5 separate regions of the Mus musculus genome follow, and regions 1, 2, 4 and 5 are each linked to region 3. Evidence: chromatin contacts called from public promoter capture Hi-C data. All regions are on one chromosome and are shown on one strand. Each heading gives the region's core, a stretch centred on a gene start, on an enhancer-like site or on the middle of the called end of the contact. The rest is flanking DNA. Distances are from core to core; before and after follow the strand shown.

What was found. Promoter capture Hi-C pulls out the DNA fragments that hold promoters and counts their contacts.
Region 1: a contact with region 3 is called in a promoter capture Hi-C map of pre-B cells, with 2.6 times the contacts expected there. The contact joins the promoter of Srsf5 here to the promoter of Rdh11 in region 3. A contact is called at or near these places in 4 of 39 promoter capture datasets (the C10 cell line, hippocampal neurons, liver and 1 more) and 2 of 9 other capture datasets (adipose tissue and liver).
Region 2: a contact with region 3 is called in a promoter capture Hi-C map of liver, with 4 times the contacts expected there. The contact joins the promoter of Plekhd1os here to the promoter of Rdh11 in region 3. A contact is called at or near these places in 3 of 39 promoter capture datasets (the 3T3-L1 cell line, hippocampal neurons and liver) and 3 of 9 other capture datasets (liver, macrophages and pancreatic islet).
Region 4: a promoter capture Hi-C map of liver shows a contact between it and region 3, with 2.5 times the contacts expected there. The contact joins the enhancer-like site here to the promoter of Rdh11 in region 3. A contact is called at or near these places in 11 of 39 promoter capture datasets (the 3T3-L1 cell line, the C10 cell line, the HPC-7 cell line and 7 more), 2 of 115 datasets of contacts at active chromatin or transcription factors (large pre-B cells and stem cell-derived neural progenitor cells) and 3 of 9 other capture datasets (adipose tissue, embryonic stem cells and liver).
Region 5: a contact with region 3 is called in a promoter capture Hi-C map of liver, with 4 times the contacts expected there. The contact joins the promoter of Susd6 here to the promoter of Rdh11 in region 3. A contact is called at or near these places in 3 of 39 promoter capture datasets (hippocampal neurons, liver and pre-B cells) and 1 of 9 other capture datasets (adipose tissue).

What each region holds. Positions count from the first base shown.
Region 1 is chr12:80,944,153-80,946,852 of GRCm38.p6, forward strand. It overlaps Srsf5 (serine and arginine-rich splicing factor 5), which reads left to right and starts at 1,347. Exons shown (of 8, transcript NM_001079694.2): 1 at 1,347-1,520; 2 at 2,424-2,568. The coding sequence starts at 2,443. It overlaps Gm20337 (predicted gene, 20337), which reads right to left and starts at 1,247. Exons shown (of 3, transcript NR_045057.1): 1 at 585-1,247.
Region 2 is chr12:80,692,691-80,695,491 of GRCm38.p6, forward strand. Plekhd1os (pleckstrin homology domain containing, family D (with coiled-coil domains) member 1, opposite strand) reads right to left here and starts at 1,262. Exons shown (of 3, transcript NR_037995.1): 1 at 1,255-1,262. It overlaps Plekhd1 (pleckstrin homology domain containing, family D (with coiled-coil domains) member 1), which reads left to right. Exons shown (of 13, transcript NM_001177503.1): 1 at 1-337. The coding sequence starts at 189.
Region 3 is chr12:79,190,233-79,193,128 of GRCm38.p6, forward strand. It overlaps Rdh11 (retinol dehydrogenase 11), which reads right to left and starts at 1,623. Exons shown (of 7, transcript NM_021557.6): 1 at 1,494-1,623. The coding sequence starts at 1,558.
Region 4 is chr12:80,397,952-80,400,700 of GRCm38.p6, forward strand. Dcaf5 (DDB1 and CUL4 associated factor 5) reads right to left here. Exons shown (of 9, transcript NM_177267.5): 3 at 1,998-2,034; 4 at 818-957. Among named protein-coding and RNA genes, the nearest start is that of Mir1843a, 7.6 kb to the left of the region's middle. Within about 2 kb of position 1,385, at least 4 of the 459 cell types and tissues checked have an H3K27ac peak or open chromatin away from gene starts, as enhancers often do. A contact at or near this core is called in liver, where this site is marked.
Region 5 is chr12:80,789,085-80,791,784 of GRCm38.p6, forward strand. Susd6 (sushi domain containing 6) reads left to right here and starts at 1,448. Exons shown (of 6, transcript NM_178682.4): 1 at 1,448-1,731.

The DNA of each region.
Region 1 (2,700 bases), core at 97-2,596, 1.8 Mb after region 3:
GATGCCTTAGGTTACAGATAAAAATATTAAAGAGAAGTAGCCTTTTTCACAACAACAACAGTCTTTATTGTCAATGTTTCTAGACCTCCCAACCTCACTGGGGAAGGCTGGATAGAGTTACCGATGTGGACTGCTGTGTATTACATCCATGCTGGAAGCATAAACTCTATTTCTCAATAACTGTTGATTTCGACTCTTTTTTTTTTTTTTTTTTTTTTTTGGTTCTTTGACTCAGGGTTTTCCTGGCTGTCTTGGACTTTGTAGATAAGGTAGGCCTGGAACTCACAGAGATGATTAAAGGCTGAAGCTACCACCGTCCACCTAACTATTGAGATTGAGACCTGGACAGAAAGGAATGGACAATGGCCAGTTGGATTTAGAAACAACTTGAAATCTTTCCCAGCTAGCTGAGCCAAGATTGGCCCTAGGGATTCAATATATAGGAGCGTTTTTTGTTTTTTTTTTTTTTACCCACAGTACCAATTTCATTATTTCACCACGTGAAATCTCTCCTTTAGTAGAAAACAATTCAGTTCCTTAGGCTGATCAGAACAAAAACCACAACACTGAAAGAATTCACTTACTTGAGCCTCAGAGAACCCTCTCTCTCTCTCTTTTTTCCGAGGCAGGATTTCTCTGTGTAGACCAGGCTGTCCTGGAACTCACTCTGTAGACCAGGCTGGCCTTGAACTCAGAAATCCTCCTGCCTCTGCCTCCCAAGTGCTAGGATTAAAGGCGTGTGCCACCACGCCCGGCTAAGAACCCTCTCTTGAAGGACATTGATAAGTACAATTTGCAGAAGAGGCTAAAGAGAGAAAGAAAGAAAGAAAGAAAGAAAGAAAGAAAGAAAGGAAGGAAGGAAGGAAGGAAGGAAGAAAGAAAGAAAGAAAGAAAGAAAGAAAGAAAGAAAGAAAGAAAGAAAGAAAGAAAGAAAGAAAGAAAGAATTGGACCTGGTGCTCGGGCCAATAATCCTATCACACTGAAGGCGGACCGGCTGGATCGCTGAGCTCAAGGCTAGCCAGGACTGCTTAGCGAGACCGACTATGTAAATGAATTTTTAAAAGAAACAGGTGATTTTTGAAAAGCCTGGGTTTCTTGGTAATCTTCGAGGGACCTAAGAAAAAGTTTAAATACATCTTTTCGTATCCAAAGAAGTGTCCCGGTGTATCCTGCCAACTGAACGAACGTTTCTAGTCCTCCCACCACCCACTGCTCTCGCCAGGGGTCGCGGTAAGGAAGCCCCGCCCTACTAGAACTTCCGGCTCCCAGGAACCGTCTGTCCTCAGCTCCAAGTGGGCGGTCCCCGAGCTTCTGGCACCGCCCCGGAAGTGACGCCAGGACGTCCCTTCCATTTTGTGCAACGTCCGAGCTGCTAAGTGCGTCAGTTGTGGAGAGACTGTAGACGAGTTGGGTTCGTGTGTATGTGTGTTGTGTGTGTGTTTGTGTAGGGAGGCAGACAGCTCCGTCGCAGACTACGGACCTCTCCGGGGTCTCAGCCGCCAAAGACCCTGTCCGGTAGGTGAGTGGCACGCTTTGAGGGCAAGGCTTCTCGGATCGAGGCTTCTTCATGGCCGCTCGGGTCGCAAGTGGCCGGGGCTTCGCTCTTTGCGGAGGACGGCGACTCAGAGAGCGCAGTTGATTTGAGGTGGGCGCTGGGGCACGTCTCCCTGTGGGTGTTGCGTGAGGGGGACACGAGGCGGAAGGGCGGGCGTGGGGAGGGCGTTTGTGTCGGGAAGCAGCGCGCCCCTCCCTGCCGCCCTTAATGGCTCTCATCGAGGCCCGGACGCCGGGGAGCCGGCCTGGCCCAGGGCAGCTTAGGGTTTCCCCCCGTGGGCCGGCGCAGGCGCAGCGCTCTGGGCCCCGGGCTTGCCCGTGTCTCGGGGGCACGCAGCTCGGCTCGCTACGCTCCTCCCCCCCCCACACCCCGCCGCATACTTCGGCCGTCGCCATTTTGTGCTGCGAACGCGCCCCGTCGCCCACTGCGCAGGCTCGGTGGTGGCGTCGCGAGATTCCGGCTTGTGACGCGCGGGGAGGCCGCGACGCGGGCGCGGCCGGCTGCTATTGGACCAGGCCTGGCAGAGGGCGGGCTCGGCTCCGCCCGCATTTCTCGGCCTGGCCTTAACTGCGGCAGATGGGAGGGGAACCCCGGGATCCGGGGACAGCGTGTGCGGCTGCGCAGTCTAGAAAGGTGGCTACTGGCGTTGTGGTGGGCTGCCGTGTGGAACCTGGGAAGGGGGTCTTTTGGAGAGTTAAGTTTTAACTTGGAATTTGAATGTGGTGGTCGTGAACGACTTAAAAGGTACATGGCGACCTTGTTAGTAGAGTTGGTAAACGTGGGGTGTGTTTGACTGCTTGACTGAACATCCCCCACCCCCATGGTGTCAATCGTTGATATTGTCTCGATTCAATTACTGCCTAACAGGAAACACTAGCCGGGCATCATGAGTGGCTGTCGAGTGTTCATTGGGAGACTAAATCCAGCAGCGAGGGAGAAAGATGTGGAAAGATTCTTCAAGGGTTACGGACGGATCCGAGATATTGACTTGAAAAGAGGTTTTGGTTTTGTGGTAAGTACTTGAAACTGAGTTGAATTATCTGTCGAGAAGTTAGGTAACTTTGTGGTGGTGACACATGCCTTTGGTCTCTGGCCCTTGGGAGGCAGGGGCAAGCCAATCCACAGAGAAACCCTGTCTCCAAAA
Region 2 (2,801 bases), core at 12-2,511, 1.5 Mb after region 3:
GCTTCGCCCCAGCCGCTGGCTAAGCTTCCCGCGCCCCTCCGCTCTCCGCTCCGCTCGTCGGGATACGCGCCCCGACGGCGTTCCCAGCTGCCTGCACTCGCCGTGCCCACTGCTTCCCACTGTCCTCCCTGTCCCTTCCAGTCCCACGAAGGGAGTGGGCCCGGCCAGGGCACAGTCTTCGAGATACGATGTTCACATCCAAGTCCAACTCCGTGTCGCCATCGCCGTCCCTGGAGCAGGCGGACGCGGACGCGCTGGACATCAGCACCAAAGTGCAGCTCTACGGGGTTCTGTGGAAACGGCCGTTCGGGAGATCCTCGGCCAAGTGGTCCCGGCGGTGAGTTGTGTCCCCCGCGTCCTGGGAGACCTCCCTTCCCCACCCCTCCCTACCCCGGGAGGGAGCCCCGAGCTTCAGGACCCCTCCCACTCATCTAGTCACCGCCCTGCCTCAGCCTTCCGCTGTGACCTTGACCTGCCCAGCCAGTTTCTCTCTATGCTGTCCCCCACCTGGAAGATGCGACTTTAATTGGTCGCTAGAGCTAGAATGGCCGGTAGATGCCGGGAATTCTCTGTGGAATGAACTAAGTCGCGAGTCCCAAGTGGCGAGGCTGCATGTGGGCTAGAGATTGAGGTTAGGTCGGGCCAGTCTGCAGAAGGAGAAATCCCATCCCAACCAGATTCTCCAGAGACCTCCACAGCCAATTCCATCCCTTGGCCGAGGCTTTAAGTGGGCTGGGAAATGGGCGTCTCTCTCCTCTATCCTTTCACGCATCCTCAACCTTACATGGTATTTGAGCAAGCCCGACCACTGCCACTCTGAAGTACTCGGGAGAAAGGAGAATCACAAACCTTCTCTAAGGAGTTGTGTTGGAAACTGTGCCCTGACATCACTGAAGTTAGAGTGGGAGAGAGGATATATTGGTCCTGTCCAAAGGACTGGTTGGGAGGGGGTGTTGGGCAATCCTTGCCCTATTATCAGCACGAGGCTCTCTGCCCCAACTCCAAAGGAAAGCCCAGATGCCAATAGGGCTTTCTATGGCCATGACAAGTGTTGGGAGAAGGGGCACTCCCAGACCTGGGCTTGCAGGAACCTCACAAAGCTGACTGCATGTGCACTAGGCCATTTTCTACACAGCTTTTATCATTAAGTCAACACAGATTTCCTGCAGTGTCTAGAAGACTCAGACTTCGTCCTGGTCCCTCCCTGGAGGGTATGAACATTCTTGGAAGCACAGCCCCCTCTCCCTCCCACACCTTGAGTCTGAAGGCCTCTGATGTTTTCAGGGCTGCAGATCACGTGTGTGTGGTAGTGGTTAGTTCTGATCAATTTTGATGAATAATTTAATATTCCTGTAAGACCTCAGGACAAATGGAGGTGTGGATGGGATTTCATGTTTTACAGAGCTGGTTTCATACACTTTTATTACTTCTGCCTGATTTCTCTTGGGGACTTAATGGATTACAGACCCCCTTGAGTGCCTCCCAAGTTGAGTTTTCCTCTGATGTTTTAAGTGAAGGCTCTGTGCAGAGTGAAGATTATATGAGAGACTCACAGGGCTGAACTGTCTGATGGCAGCCACTGAGGGCCAAGAACATTCTGTCTCTGCCACTTGTGTGTGTGTGTGTGTGTGTGTGTGTGTGTGTGTGTGTGTGTGTGGTGAGTGCAGAGGTAGGGGAGGGGAGGGGACGGGAGGGGTTATTGTTGACTCCCAGCAGAATATCCTGAGCACTACTGTAGGCAGCCATCTCTCTCCATTGGGTCTGACTATCCCAGGTACTCTTCTGAGTCCTCATTTAATTTAAGACTACCCTGCCAGGCATCTTCACCCGATTGCATCCGGTATGTGGTAGGTGCCAGGCTGAGTGTCCTGGCTCCCTGTATGGGGTTGGGGGCGGGTGAGCCTGGCTCCTGCATAAACAGTTAATTTGAGGCTGATAGCCCAGGGCACTTGGAGTTGGGGCCCCAAGTTTCCAACAGCAGTTCCCACAGCGGCCCAAACCAAACCAGTCAGTCTAAGTCAAAACAGTAACTGCAGGACCAAGTTAGTTCTGTGTCCTCTGAAAGAGGCTGTCACCTCTGTCTCAAGAGCTTCCTGTGCAGACTCTCTCTCCTCTGGGTCTCAGAAAACCTCCTACCTGCCAGCTCTAGGTCTTTGTTCACGGCCCCTCCTCTGGGAGGATCACCTCCCCATCCTCCATTTCCCCTTGAGTCAGTAACAGCCAGTCAGAAAGTCTGGGTACAGAGGAGTGATGCACAGCCAGCCTCCTCTTGCTGCCCAGTAGGGCCTCTGGGCTCCACTTTCCCATTTGTGAAGTGCAGTCTCTGGACCTCAGATAATTAGTGACCACAGGAAGGCTTGGGACAGAGCAGCCAATGCCCTCCACTGCAGAAGCTTGCCATTAGAGAAATCAATGCCCTAGTGGGCAGCTGAGGGGAAGAGGCCTGGAAGGGCTCCATGCTGCATAAATAACCACTGGGCAGGATGGAACTGGCTGCGGCTGGCTGACTTCTTTCAAACTCTCCTCCTCGGGTCTGTCTTAGCCGGAGCTCCCAGTACCCCACCACCTCTACCCTCACCTTTCTCAAACAGCAGTAGGAGGATGCTCTCATTGTTAGCTTACTTTCCTGTGGGCAAAGGGAGGGAAGGGACTCAAGAGTGTTCATTAAGAGTGAGGGTAAATTGGCCAAATTGACCTTTTCTTCTTCTCAGGGGAGCATAAACGCAAAGACCTGAGCCCTCTGAACAGGAGGAGTGGATGGGGGGTGGCCTTGGCTTCAGCCTGGGTCGGCAAGAGGTAGA
Region 3 (2,896 bases), core at 373-2,872:
TGGTTGGAGTCCTTGCACCTGTGCGTAGGCTTTGCTGGCCTTTCCAAATGGATGAAGCACAAACACAACCCTCAGATTTTCCTCTTCTCTTCTCAATTTTAGGACTAAAAGGATCTGTTGACTCAGAAGTGCGTTTTTAAGGAGCATTTCAACCATTCCACTAAACTTGTTATCTGCAAGCAGCCACTACTTAAGACAAACTAACTTGTGGTACCCAAAGGAACCTCTCTCTCCTCAGCGATCAAGGCCCCTGGCTCTGTGTCTCACGTCCCTTCAGACTGAACTTCAACACTGACAAATCCTGGGGACCAGGAATTGGCTCTTCCTCCTTCCTCTGTCATCATCGAAAACAAGAAATCAACTTTGAAAGCGCAGCTCTGGCCCCACTCTCCCATGCTGGCTCCAACGGGGATAGTAGAGTCCTTAGAGTGCTCGCTTCTAAGACACATTTCACTGGATGTAGCTCCGGTTCATGTTTTGTTGAGATTCTATATGGATATGAAGATCTTGTGGTAAAAAGAAACCCAAGTTTTTACCTGAGTACAAGGCCCATGTGTGCCTACTTATGGGAGCTGTAAGTATTCAGAGAGGAGAGGGGAAAAATGAAAGTAGCCACCAGAGAGAGAAGAAAAAGCAAAAAGAGTGGGAAGTAGGTCTTGGAAGAAAAAATGTTGGTCATGGTAAGAAATGACAGAAGGATGGCACAGCCTCAGCTCCAATAGGAACTATGGCCACGCCCAGAAAGAAGGTGGCGTTTATTACTGGTCCACCGTCACTCCTGGTGACTTACTCAGAACCAATCAGTGGACTGCCCCTTGTGGTAGCCTGCCGCTGATTCTCAGGTGATTACACACACCTCCAGGTTTGGGCTGACCTGACACTTAATTAAGAAACCATCCTTTGACCACGTGGTTCTTCTCCTGGCTCCTAGTAATCTAATTAGGGCAAACAAGCACGTGTTCCTACTCCGAAGGACAATGAATCTTCCCCTTCAGTTGTCACAAACACCTAAACAAGTGAATAACGGCAACAAGGAAGCATGCCCCAGATAACATTGGCATCGGGTTCAGAGAGCAAAAAGTGCAACCCTCCTGTAGTACCTCAAGGGCTGGAGACAAATAGTTAGACAAAGGCTGGTTCAAAGCTTGGGAGTGGAGAAAACAGTTAGAATCTAAAGCCCGCCATACTCAGCGGCTTCCCGAAGCTAGAGAGCAAATAGTGCTAGAGGAAATAAGGTAGGCCAGAAAGAGCAATACAGGATGATGGAGACCTGGAGCGCTTTTACGACCACCTGGGGTCTGACGTCTGGCCGTGCCCACATCCAGGGCACCAGGATCTCGCCTACAGTCCAGTAAACTCCAGATCTTTGCTACCTTAAAGGGCTTCTCAGTCCTTTCCTAGTCTTTCTTTACGGGGGCTAGGGAGAGGGCTTCAGTAGGGATTTTTTATCTTCTCTAAAAGACCTGGCAAGAAAAAGCAACATTCGCACAGACCTGATTTTTGGCGTGACCAAGTACAGGATGAAGGGAAGAGAGAGCAGAAGCAGGAATCCGAACATCTCAGCACCACCGAAGCGCAGTTGAAGTTGATGCTCTAAAGAGGACAGCGGGACTTATGGCTTCTGATCCTAGACACACCCCGGTTCAACTGCAACCGCCAGGGAGCAAAGCCCTCTGGGAAATGTAGTCCTGGATTTGGCGGCCGCCTGGCGGTGATACATTCAGAGTATACTTCCAAGCACTATGAAAAGTTGAATAACACAACCGTGGAGCAATGGTCTTCAGTGGTCCAGGGCCTAGGCCTGTGGGATCGTTGAGCCAGCCCTTCTACCACTCCTCTGGCCACTAATTGACTCTTTGGAAGTCTCGCGGGTTTGCTATCTCCTGGAGCCCAAGTCCAGTGTTTGGTTCAATTTTCCCCAATCATTATTAGGAAATTACATTTTGTCTGGGAGACAGCGTCTGGAAAGTATTCTGAGGTTAATTACAAAGGGCAGGAGCCGTTAGTCGGACAGTTGGTGTGGCGGAAGATGTCCTTCCTCAGAGATGACCTTTGCCCTATGGGGCAAAGCAAGTTAAGACCTCCTAGAGAGTCACGGTTGTGTGTACTTCGATCTATGATAGTATCCTTCATAATTTCCCAAGCCCTTGGTTGTTATTTGATAATAAAATAGTTTCTTGGATGACTATATCATGTATTACTCTTCAAGGAAACAATGCATTTCTCAGATTGGCACAGTTGGTTTTATCACTTTGTCAAAGAGTTTAATCCCGTCTTGAACTAAGGCCAGGAACATTTCTTTGGGAAAAGGCAAACTCCCTGTTCAAACTTTTCTTTCCTTTGAGGTGTACCTCATGGGGATAAACATGAGTTATCATGTTTAACAAGTTTTAAAAGTCATTGTCTGTGGTTTCCCACCTTCACTATTCAGTTTCTGGTTCATTTGCATAATTAATTTCCATTCATTGGAAGATACCTGTTCCACAGTCAAGTTGGAGCCATATACTGTATAGCACCTGGGAAGAAGACATATTCTTACAGATTTAGTATTGGATTATCTAGTAATCATCAGCATTTAACGCTTTCTTAGTGTCTAGTATGTAGAGAGCAGCTCACAGCTCAAAGAAAAAAGTCTTTTACGTATTCTGTTTCTTATTCATTTTATACATGTTTAACAGTATTTCTACAATAAACTGGTGTAGTCTCTGAGAGGTGACACAGACAGCTGTGAAGTACTGCTTCAGGAGTTGTCAAAGCTGCAGCTTTCTCCTTCCTGCTTCAACCTTCAGCCTTCTTGAGACAACTCTTTGGGGATCAGTGAGAAAGAAAAGAGAGAGGGGGTGGTGGGGAAGAATTATAAACACACACACATACATTCACACATGTGACAGATAGA
Region 4 (2,749 bases), core at 135-2,634, 1.2 Mb after region 3:
CAACCAAATCCATTTAAGCCAAGCCAAACTTAAACACTCAGATCCTAGCTCAAAGGGGAAAATGAGCTGTCTACAGAAGTAAAATGAATTCCCTAAAAACTTTCACAACCAACTCCTAATACAGTTATCACATTCTTTTAAGATTTATTTATGTATTTTATGTATGTGAGTACACTGTAGCTGTCTTCAGACACACCAGAAGAGGGCATCAGATCCCATTACAGATGGTTGTGAGCCACCATGTGGTTGCTGGGAATTGAACTCAGGGCCTCTGGAAGAGCAGTCAGTGTTCTTAACCACTGAGCCAGCTCTCTAGCCTCCCAAGTTACTATAACTTTAATGCTTATAAAATTGCAAGTTTTATACACATATAGATTTAATGAAGACAAAGTGAAACAGTGAAAAATGAAGACAAAGCAACACAGTACAGCTTCCCTCTAGTTCATGATGCTCCCTGAAGGGTTAGGGCAGAACTGTGTCTTCCAGTATCAAAAAACAAAAACAAAAAACAAAACAAAACAAACAAACAAACAAAAAACCCTGCCTGGTGCCCCTTTTCTGTAATTGAAGGAGAAAGACTGTGAGTTCAAAGCCAGTCTGAGTTGCACAGCTAGACTCAGATTTTGTTTTTGTACAGTGACAGGTAGGCTGACTGGTAAACGTATTCCTCTGCGACCACTCAGGGCAGGATGGGTCTCCAGTGTTATGTGTGTGTGCTGCATGTGAGAATCCTACATTTCTATCCTCTGGATGCTACTCATACACTGACTGTACTCAGACTGTTCAGCACAATCCAAAACTGTCCAAAATGACCGACCTCCATGGGGAGACTCCCGGATATCCCAAATGAGAACCCGGCCATCATCTGAAGAGCTGGCAAAAATGTTGTCATTCACGGGGCTCACTGACAAGCCATATACTGCATCTTCATGAGCAAACACATCCAGGGTCTCACTGCTGAGAAACAGAAAAGCACATAGACATATTTATATACACAAACATTGTTCAGAGGCCCAGCCCTATTGTACCTAACTAGAGTTCAGTTTCTTTTATTAACAAGAGAAATTTAACCCAGGTAAACCAACAAGATGCTAAATTAATATAATGGGCAATGTTCAAGTGAAAAACATTAAGTATCTAAAATGTCTGCATAAATATATATGTATATTTAAAAGTATTACTTGTATAAATTTCCTAATTTTCACACTAAACGTATTTAAAAATGACCCAGTAGCTGAGTTTTTTGTTTTCATTTATCAGTTGTATGGAGATTTGAGGGTGGTACTAGATTTCCAAAAACAAAGGGGAGGTTTTAAAGCAGCAGAGGTAGAGGGCCTCCCAGGAGACTAGCATGTGGATTAACAGCACAGCTCTGAGCTAACAAGACCCGGTGCAAAGTCCTAGCATTACCTGACCTTAAGTTACCTAAGAGCTCTGGGCCTTTGTTCCCTCTTGTCATGGTTATCAACAATATCCCTCACTAAATGGTCATAATGGTTAAGTGGGGAACACAAAAATCCCTTAGAACAATGTCTGGCACATGACAGTAAAAACTCAATAAATATTTGTTATTATTAACTATTAATTTTTATTATGTAATTATGTATAACATATAAATATAAAGAGGAAAAACTGTTTTCTCCCTCTTTTTTTTTTGGGTTTTTCTGAGACAGGATTTCTCTGTGTAGCCCTGGCTGTCCTGGAACTCACTCTGTAGACCAGGCTGGCCTCGAACTCAGAAATCTGCCTGCTTCTGCCTACCAAGTACTGGGATTAAAGGCGTCTCTTATTATTTCTAATTGTATGTCAACTTTGCAAATCTTCCCTTTCTTTAAATAAAACTGAAACTATTATAGTAATTGGTTTGTTTGCTTCAGAAAACTAATATTGGTTCCATATTAGTTCCCTCAGAACCTAAAATCTATGTCTAAAAAGATATTTGCCACTGTTCATGTAAAAAATGGTCAGTCATCGTCACACACCAACAATCTATTTACCTTTCAACATCATGGAGGATAACTTGCTCATCATTTCCTACAAAGGAAAAAAATAGACATTTTATAATTCCTACAAGTGATCCCTTCCACCCGACAATATAGGATTTTAAAGTTTCTAAAAAAAAAAAAAAAAAATCATAAATTGGCTCAGTTTGTGGAAGTCTTGAAAAGTCTGAATTCCTGAGCTTGATTCCCAGAACCTATGGTAGGAGGAGAAAACTAGTTACTGCATTATTGAAAGTTGTCCTATACATCTGTGTGTGCGCGTGTGCACATGTACACATGTATACACACACACACACAGACACACACGTGCACATGTACACACACACACTCAAATACAACATAATAGAAAATCGGAGTGTTAAGTTAGGAGAGACTATGAAGGCAATCTAAGAAGTCAGGCACAGTGGTGCTTGCTTGTATGTAATTCCTACCCTTAGGGGAGGTAGAGGCAGAAGGATCAGGAGGCTCAGGGCCAGCCTAGGATACATGAGAACCTGTCTCAAAAAGCCACATATTCTCTCTTTTAAAAAATATTTAACAGAGCTGTCTTTATAGAGTTTTGTTTTGTTTTTTAAGCAATAAAGTATAACCTGGCAACAGTTCAGAATGCATTATTCAAGGGATCAGACCAAAATAAACTGCTGTCACTCAGGAAAAGTAAATGGCCAAACAGTTCACTCAGCCAGGCTAACCCACGCCATGTCTAGCAAAGCAACCAGCAATTATAAGACCTGGAATAAAATCTC
Region 5 (2,700 bases), core at 198-2,697, 1.6 Mb after region 3:
GAGGAGGAGGAGAACTGAGAAGAAGAAGAAGAAGAAGAAGAAGAAGAAAGAAGAGGAGGAAGAGGAAGAAGAAGAAGAGGAGGAGGAGGAGGAGAACTGAGAAGAAGAAGAAGAAGAAGAAGAAGAAGAAGAAGAAAGAAGAGGAGGAAGAGGAAGAAGAAGAGGAGGAGGAGGAGAACTGAGAAGAAGAAGAAGAAAGAAGAGGAAGAGGAAGAAGAAGAAGAGGAGGAGGAGGAGAACGAAGAAGAAGAAGAAGAAGAAGAAGAAGAAGAAGAAGAAGAAGAAAAAGAAGAAGAAGAAGAAACAAAAAACTCCAGTAGATCCTAGGTAGGGCACTTGCACAGATAAAAGAAAAGGCTGGGCATGGTGGGGCACACCTTTAATCCCAGCACTTGGGAGGCAGAGGCAGTCGGATCTCTGAGTTCGAGGTCAGCCTGGTCTACAGAGTGAGTTCCAGGACAACCAAGGCTACACAGAGAAACCCTGTCTCGAAATAAATAAATAAATAAATAAATAAATAAATAAATAGAAATAAAAAGAAAGAAAGAAAAAAAAAAGAAAAGGCTAACAGGCCTTCTTAATTTATGAGTCACTGATTTTCAAGGAGTGCTTCAACATTTATTGAGCACCTCTAAGACAGGCCAAGTACCTAGTACCAAGTACCTAGGCACAAAGAGATAGTTCCTACTGTCATATGGCCACCCCTCTGTAGTGAGAGTCACTGTTAAATGGATGCAGCTGACCAGTGCTCAATTTGCTCACCTAAGACGCGCTTGAAAGCAATTCAAGGAGGCTCAGAAGCAGAGCAAAAAGCTAGGGGCCAAGCCTGCAGCTCTAGGTTCCCCAGGCCTCGCTGGAATGTCAGTTTCCTCCATTTAAGATCTGCCAGGTGTTTTTGAGTGCGCAGAAATAGCACTCAGGGACACCCATTAAAAAGATTCCTGAAGCCCACCCCAGCGTTATAGAATCAGAATGGCCTGATCTACATTTCCACCCCCACCTAACCCCCTCGGGACACTTTTGAGATAGTTAAGTTACACACCCTAACCTAGAGTACAGCTTAATAGGGAGATAATAACCTGCTTTGAAGATAGGTCAGGCAAGCGATTCAAGACCTAAATGGGCGACGTGTGTAGAAGAGGCTCTTAAACAACAGTATACTTCCTTGCAAATGACAGTAATTAAAACATCCAAATAATAACCAAACAATAACAGTAAAAGAACCGGAGGGCCCTCTAGGAAGGTGGCTTAACTAGAGTATTACAGCCAGAGCAGTTCGAGTGACTGTCTCTTTAAGGTTCCCTCCCCCCGCCGCCAGGGGCGTGTCAGACAAGGTCAGAGGCGCGTGCGCGTGACTCCTCGGGGCGGTCGCAGCGGCGCGACGCCTGCGCTTGTTGCGTGCGTGCCTGACCCCGCCCAGGCCTCGTCCCTGCCCTGCCCCCTCTGCGGGGCCTCCCCCGCCCGCGTCGTACAGCTGGGCCAGTGACGCTGGCGCAGCCGTCGCCACCGCCGCCGCGTTCCATCCTCAGGAGCCGGCCACCGCTCGCGTCCTCGTCCTCGTCCTCCTCCTTCGTCAGCGCCCGGCCGCGTGAGCCAGACCAGGGCACGCGAGGCGTCGCGGGGGACCCGACAGGGAGTGCAGGCAGGCGGGCGCGCTCAGCGGCGGAGCGGGTTCGGCGACGCGGGAGCTGCTAGCGCCCCCTTTCCCGGAGGTCTCGGCGCCGCTCCCGGGTGAGTTGTCACCGCCGCCCGGGCTGGAGGGGCCGGCTTTGTGTCAGCGGCGCGCGGGGCCGGTTGTCAGGGCACTGGCGGGCAAGCACTTCCTCAGGGACGCGGGCCTTCTGCGCGGCCGCCTGCTACCGCGCCGGCCGGTGTCAGCACTGCGAGCCGCGCGGGAGTAGCCGGGTCGGGCCGCTCCGAGGGCGGCGGCGTGGTTGTGCCGGTGCCCGAGAGCGGAGAGCAGATCGGGCTCGGTGGAGCGCGCTGCAAGGCGGAGGCCCTCCAGTCCAGCGAAGCCGCGGTTCCGCACGGCGGGACCGGCTTGGCCGAGGTGGGTTTCCTGAGGAAACCTTGCAGCCGCTCGCCTGTGCGCGGGAGCGTTCTGGAGCCCCAGCGCCTGGTCGCCTCTTCAGTCGCAAAAACTTTTCTTATTATGTGGGCTGAAACTTGCCGAACCCATTTCCTGTTTTGTTTCGGTTTTACTGTAACTACATATAGACTTTCTTACTTGTGAGACTGATGGTCCCTCCCGGGACAGCCACCATGGTGGAAAAACTTACCTGTAACGGAATTGGGAGGGCAGCAAGGCCGGGGATCCCAAAGAGGCATTAAGTTCATTGGGAACTTTACATTAGTTCAGCAGAGGCCCAATGTTGTTGCCACACACTTCTTTGGTGACAAGGTAGTGTGCTGCCCTTTGTTGCTCTTGTTGGTTGGGGTTCGAAGAGAGGTGCGGGGACATTATCCTTTTCAGTTAAGCCATGGGTATTTAGTCCTTTCTAGATCTGCAAGATCCGCAGTGACTTTCCACTTTTCACTGGTCAATCGGTTTTTGGTGTTAGAATCCCTTTGGTTAATAATAATAATAATAAAATCACACATACACACACACACACACACACACACACACACACACACACACTTTTGTGCTCTGGGAATTCTACACCCAGGCTGTCACCATCTAGTGGAGACTAGTAGAGA